Regions from separate parts of the Pan troglodytes genome. Here region 2 is linked to region 1. Evidence: chromatin contacts called from public capture Hi-C data. All regions are on one chromosome and are shown on one strand. Each heading gives the region's core, a stretch centred on a gene start, on an enhancer-like site or on the middle of the called end of the contact. The rest is flanking DNA. Distances are from core to core; before and after follow the strand shown.

The links. Capture Hi-C pulls out chosen DNA fragments and counts their contacts.
Region 2: a contact with region 1 is called in a capture Hi-C map of stem cell-derived neural stem cells, with 2.1 times the contacts expected there. The contact joins two enhancer-like sites. A contact is called at or near these places in 1 of 7 Hi-C or Micro-C datasets (stem cell-derived neural progenitor cells) and 1 of 1 other capture datasets (stem cell-derived neural stem cells).

Annotation. Positions count from the first base shown.
Region 1 is chr9:48,810,567-48,813,368 of NHGRI_mPanTro3-v2.0_pri, forward strand. The region is part of intron 2 of TSPAN18 (tetraspanin 18); the gene reads left to right. Among named protein-coding and RNA genes, the nearest start is that of TSPAN18, 72 kb to the left of the region's middle. Within about 2 kb of position 1,410, at least 5 of the 24 cell types and tissues checked have an H3K27ac peak or open chromatin away from gene starts, as enhancers often do. A contact at or near this core is called in stem cell-derived neural progenitor cells and stem cell-derived neural stem cells, where this site is marked.
Region 2 is chr9:48,890,308-48,893,109 of NHGRI_mPanTro3-v2.0_pri, forward strand. The region is part of intron 3 of TSPAN18 (tetraspanin 18); the gene reads left to right. Among named protein-coding and RNA genes, the nearest start is that of TP53I11, 73 kb to the right of the region's middle. Within about 2 kb of position 1,339, at least 8 of the 24 cell types and tissues checked have an H3K27ac peak or open chromatin away from gene starts, as enhancers often do. A contact at or near this core is called in stem cell-derived neural progenitor cells and stem cell-derived neural stem cells, where this site is marked.

The DNA.
Region 1 (2,802 bases), core at 160-2,659:
TGTTGAGTAGGTTGGACCCTTGGCTTGTCTGATTTCTCACAACCCAGGAGGCAGACAAAGCAAAGATTCTTTCTGCCCATTTTACAGATGAGAACCGAGAGGTTCCAAGAAGTTGATGCCCCTAAAAGTCACGTGGCCAGTGAGTTCACAAACCAGACTCTGGACATTTGAGCCCCCGCTGTAGCCTGATGAGGTGGGTGTTAGGGAATAGAAGAGGCTGAGAGGCCAGGTGAGTGGGTGAGGGAATGAGAGGGGAAAGGCTTTGGTGGGGGCCACGGTACCCACCATTATTATTTATAGGATAGATCTGGTGGGACTTTCTGAGCGATGTGAGGGATGATGGCGGGGTGGGGAGGAGTATGGAGACTGATGAATGGATTCTGTGCCTGAGCACCTGGGAGCCAAGTCCTGCCATTAATGAAAATGGGGACGGGAGCAAACACACCTGCAACGAACGCCTCCTTGGTGAGACTCAAAGATTCTTAAGGACCAGTTCTGTGCCACATTCATCATTTTGTTATCCTTGTGTCTAGCAAAGGCACTGATGGGATGAGATTCTCAGGACTGGTTTGTCAAGAGCACATGTGAATGGGGGAGGGGAAGGAGCTCCTAAAGGCATGAAAGTGAAAAATTCGGGAGGAATTAACACTCCCCTGCCTCAGGTGAAGCGACCTCTGGCCTTTCTCTAAGTGGGTGACATAGAGCACTAATGCTTGGCCCTAAACAGTTGCTCAGCAGAGAAGTTTAGGAACGAGTGTGTACTCTGCCTCCATTTCTAGAGAGTCAAGACGCTTGTTGGGTCAAATAAAGGCTCTGATACGTCCTGCACAAAGGAGCCTGTTTAACTTGGGGTAAGCCAGCATTTCCCAGACTTCATGGACCACAGTGCCTTTTTTTGTTGCTGAGGTTATTAACATCTGAACACACTTCTAGAAAGGCTCTTCAGGCCAGCCTCCCTCCTGTGTGCTCAGTGGCTGGCCGTCCCTGAAGAGGGTCAGAGAGGCCCGTGCCCTCCCACACTCAGCTCTTAGGAAATCACTATCTGCTGTTGAGGATTATTCTGAAGATGGTACCATCATTAGCATCATAATAGCTGCTTCACTTACTCAGTCCTTAAACTCCTGAGCAATGTGGTGAGCAGCTTTCCTGCGTCTTTCATGTAAGGCTCACAGCAGCCCTGTGACGTGGGTACTGTCATCACCATCCTCATTTCACAGACAGGGAAAGACGGGGAGAGCAAGGCGTGGAGGATTAAGTCGCTTGTCCAAGGTCACACAGCTGGAAAGTAGCAGAGCCAGATGTAGTCACAGAAAAGCTCCAGTGCATTCCTTCCCCCAAGCCTAACCACTGCCCTGTCCTGTGAGGGACTTGGTAGCCTCCCCCATCTGGCCCAGACCATGGCTAAGCCACTCCGGGGGCCCCAGATTTGGTATTTGCATTGCTAGCTTCAGTCTGGACCCCCCTGGGCAGTCCTCCCTCCCTGCCCTCCCCTTGGCCTTCCTGGAACTGATGCTGAGTATATTAGAAACCCATGGAATTGGAGAGTTTTAAACAGGAAACTGGTATAATTTTGGTCAGGAGCTCAGGCTAGAGTGAGGAAGCTCTGCCAGGCACAGCCACATCCAAAAGAAATAGAGAGGGAGGATTTAGAGTTTCCAGTTTGTGCATTTCAGGGATATGAAGATAGATAAAGGAGTTGTATTCAGCCCTGTCCAGGCTTGACTGTCTTTTGTTTTTCTTGTCTCCCAAGTCCCTCTTTATTGAATCTGGTGAGACTGAGGCCAACTAGGGGACCCAGGGCAGTGAAGCTTCATCTCATGGGACTTATCCCCATCCCTACCCCGCCTTTGTGACTTTTTGTGTCATGCTCTGCACCCCACCCCCTCCCAGGCAGTGCCGCCCCCTCCTCACCCTTGCCCTCCCTCGTTTTTTGTTCCTCTGGGAGCTCCCCAGAGAGTGGGCCACTGTGGGGGCCATCAGTGCAGAGAGGACACAATGGAACTCTTGTGAAACTGTGGGCTTCTCCTGCCCCCTCCCCAGGGGCCTGTCCAACATTCCTCAGCCTTGCCCGAGACCTTCTTGAACCCTCGTCCCCTTGGAAAACCAGACTAAACTGGTCTCATGGGGAGAGGGTTTTTGTCTGCCTAAGGAGCCTGTCCTGCACCCCACCCCAACTTCGGAGCAGCCACTGCCCTTGCACACCCTATACCTTGGTCCAAACGACACACCCACAACACCATGCCAACCTCGGATTTAAAAGTTTTATTAGATTAGCAAGTTCATTCTTCACTCAGCTCTTCCCAGCCCCCATTCAACTGCATTTCAATTCCACAAACATCTGTTAGCCCTCCAAGTAAGGGAGAACGTCAGTGAGCGGGCAGTAGCTCCCGCTGGAAGAGGGCACTGTGGTGGGGGGACTAGAAGGGTGACCCTCCCAGGCCTATTGCCTGGGGCACAACATCGATTGGGTGTTTGTTATGTGTCAGCGATGATCTCTGTGGTCACAGCAACCCATGAGGTAGGTGCTACTATTTTCCCTTTCTACGAAAGAGGAAACTGAGGCATGAGGAATGATGACCCATTCCCAGGGTTACAGTCAGGAAGTGGCAGAGCCAGGATTTGAACCCAGGCAGACTGCCTTCAGAGCTGCTCTTAACAACCCATGCATTTATTAGAATGCTTGGCAAGTATTTATTTATTTATTGAGACGGCGTCTCGTTCTGTCACCCAGTCTGGAGTGCAGTGGCACGATCTCGGCTCGCTGCAATCTCTGCCTCCTGGGTTCAAGCGATTCTTGTGTCT
Region 2 (2,802 bases), core at 89-2,588, 80 kb after region 1:
GCAGCAAAGAACAAAGAATTGTCTTCTGGAAGCAGAGCCAGGCCACAAGTCCCAGACAGACAGACAGGGTTTCACAGAGCTGGGACTGGGAAGAGCCCACCAGGAGCATTGGTGCCTCCTCCCCCAGGCCCCTGCAGAGCCTGCAGTGGATGCCAGGATGGAGGGACTTCTCCGCCTCTGAGGAAAGGAGGCCCAGAGGGAGGATCTTTGTGTGCACAAATGCAGCCTGTGGGAAGGGCCATGCACTGCCGCTTCTGGAAGTCCCTGGGCCTGTCAGCTGGCAAAAGTGGCCATCCCGCTGCCAAACAGACGAGGGGTCCCCATAATGGCTTCACTGTGGTTTCCTACGATGTCTGCAGGGTATGGCGGGCTGGGGCGGGAGCCCGATGACATTGTGAAGTCACTACTGTGATCTTGCCAGTTCTCCAGGGCCGCCTTTAAAATGTGGTTCATCTAATGGACATTGGGTGGGGTTGGGCAGGGGCAGTGTATGGCCCAGGAAGAGTGACCTGGAGTGGTCTGTCCATGGTCATTCGAGGGGAGAGGTGCAGGCTGCAGGGATCTCAGGGTCCATTCCTTGGGCTCCTGGCCCCGTTCTCCCATCCCCAACACAGAGAACGTTTTCTAGAAGCCTCAGCCAGGACCCGCTCAACTAAATAAAGGAGTGAAAGCAGCCCATGAGGACCCCCCGCCTCTGCTCCTTTGTTAGATCATCTCCCCGGGTGTCCAAGCATCTGGGGCCTCAGAAAGCCAGGAAGGGCGGGGACGGGGAGAAAGAGCCAGGTTATGGTGACCACCTGAGCCACCATCATCTTGGCTACGAAAATAGGATGGGTTGTTCCACTTCGCCCACAGCCCCTGTGAAGTCTGTTAACGGTAATTATGAAGTTAGGAGAAATTCCCAGGCCTCCTAATTAGTGTGAATAGGGGCTGGGTAAGCTAGTCGTGGGAAAATAGATGTCTTTGTTTGCATTCTCAAGAGGAGACCACGGCTTTCTACCTTTAGGTGTAATAGAGCTTGGCTCTCTTCTCTCCCTCTCCCCACTGCTCCTGGCCTAATACCCTGCACTGTGGACAGGCACATAGTTGCACATACCCACTCACCACCGTATCTCCTGTGTGTGTGCACGTGCACACACACAGACACACGCACACACAGAAGCACAATAGACTGCATCTTTCCATCCTGAATTAAGACGTCATCTGGCAAAGCAAACACCAAAAACCAAACAGCATTTCAGCCATGCTTCCGGCCCCGCTGACAATACCATTAAACGCCCATTCCCCCAGCTCCACCCCAGACACCCCAGGGGACTCCTTCCCAGGCCTCCCCAGATTAGACTGTATTAACAAACCATTACGTGTTCCAATTAGAGCGGCAGTGGACCTGGCTGGCCGGGCGTGTAAGAACGCTCTCCTCTTCCCGCTAACAGGCTGAGGGGCGCCGCCCCAGGAGGGAACGAGCCACGCTGGGCTCCCCTCTGGACGCTGTAGAGATAATGAGATCCAGCGTCTCCATCCCGGCCTGAGGAAGGCTCCCTGCTCTGTGGGTCTGGGGCCAGCCCGGGGGAGGTTTCCTTTGGAACAAGCAGGAGGAAAGGAAAGAATCAGGGAGTGAAACTAACATTTATTATGCAGTATGGGCTGTTGAGCCTGTGCCAGGAAATGTTGCATAGGATGGTGCTTTTTAAACTGAGTGGTGGGTACCCACGGGGCCCTGGGGTACTTCTTCCTGAACCAGAGGGTATACAAAGTCTCAGGGTTCACCCTGTGCATCCTAATAGAACATTAATTCTTGAAGATTTGGAAGATCACAACTACTTTTTTATTTACAAATCATATTTTTAAAATATGTGGTATATTTTGGAGTAAAATGCAAAATAATTGCATGAATATGTGAAATAAAACAGGAGATTTATAGTCAAATGTGCTCTCCCACTCTTGTGTCTGGGCTGGGTCTCCCAATCTCCAAAAATGTGGTGGTAACATGTTGTCTTCCATTGCCATTGCGGGAACTGAGAAGGGAGAGCTTCCCCATTGTGTGATGTTGGGCAACCCCTATACGTCTCTGAGCCTCCCATCCCTCAGCAGCACGATGGAAATGCTAATAGCACCTCCCCAGGGCTGGCTTCACAGCCACGCGACCTGCGCAATCCCACAGAGCCCTGAACTTCAAAGGGCCCCACACTTGGTTCGATACTCTGCTCTTGCCATCTTGAAATTCTTAATAACTTTTGAACAAGGGACCCCCTTGTTTTTACTGAGCCCCGCAAATGATATAGTTGCTCCCCAGAAATGATGTAGCTGGTCCTGCACCTTTCAGCAGAGTTTTAGCAAGGATTAAATCAGAAATGTGTGAAAGAAGCCCACATGGAGATTTATCCCTCCCTCCCTCTCTCCCTCCCTTCCCTCCTCCTTCTTCTTTCCCTAAACATCCATTGAGCATTCAGTATACTGGGTGCTGTGATTCAGCCATGAACCATAGCCCCTGCCCTCTTACATTCAAGAGAAGGGGAGAGAAGATGAATAACAGAAAGAAAACATTGTTGGAGATCCTGTCCACAATGAGGGGACAGACAATGACGGAGTGCATGGGGTTTTGTGTGAGAGGGGCTTAGGGAAGGTCTCTGTCTTCAAGCAGAGACCTGAATCAATCGAATAAATGAGCCATGTGGAATATCTGGGGGAAGAGAGCCCCAGGCAGTAGGATTGGCAGGTGCCAAGGTCCTGAGGCGGGAATGTGCTTGCCATGGTGGAAAAGGCCAGAGCAGCTGGAGCTGGCTGGAACAGGGTGAGGAGGGT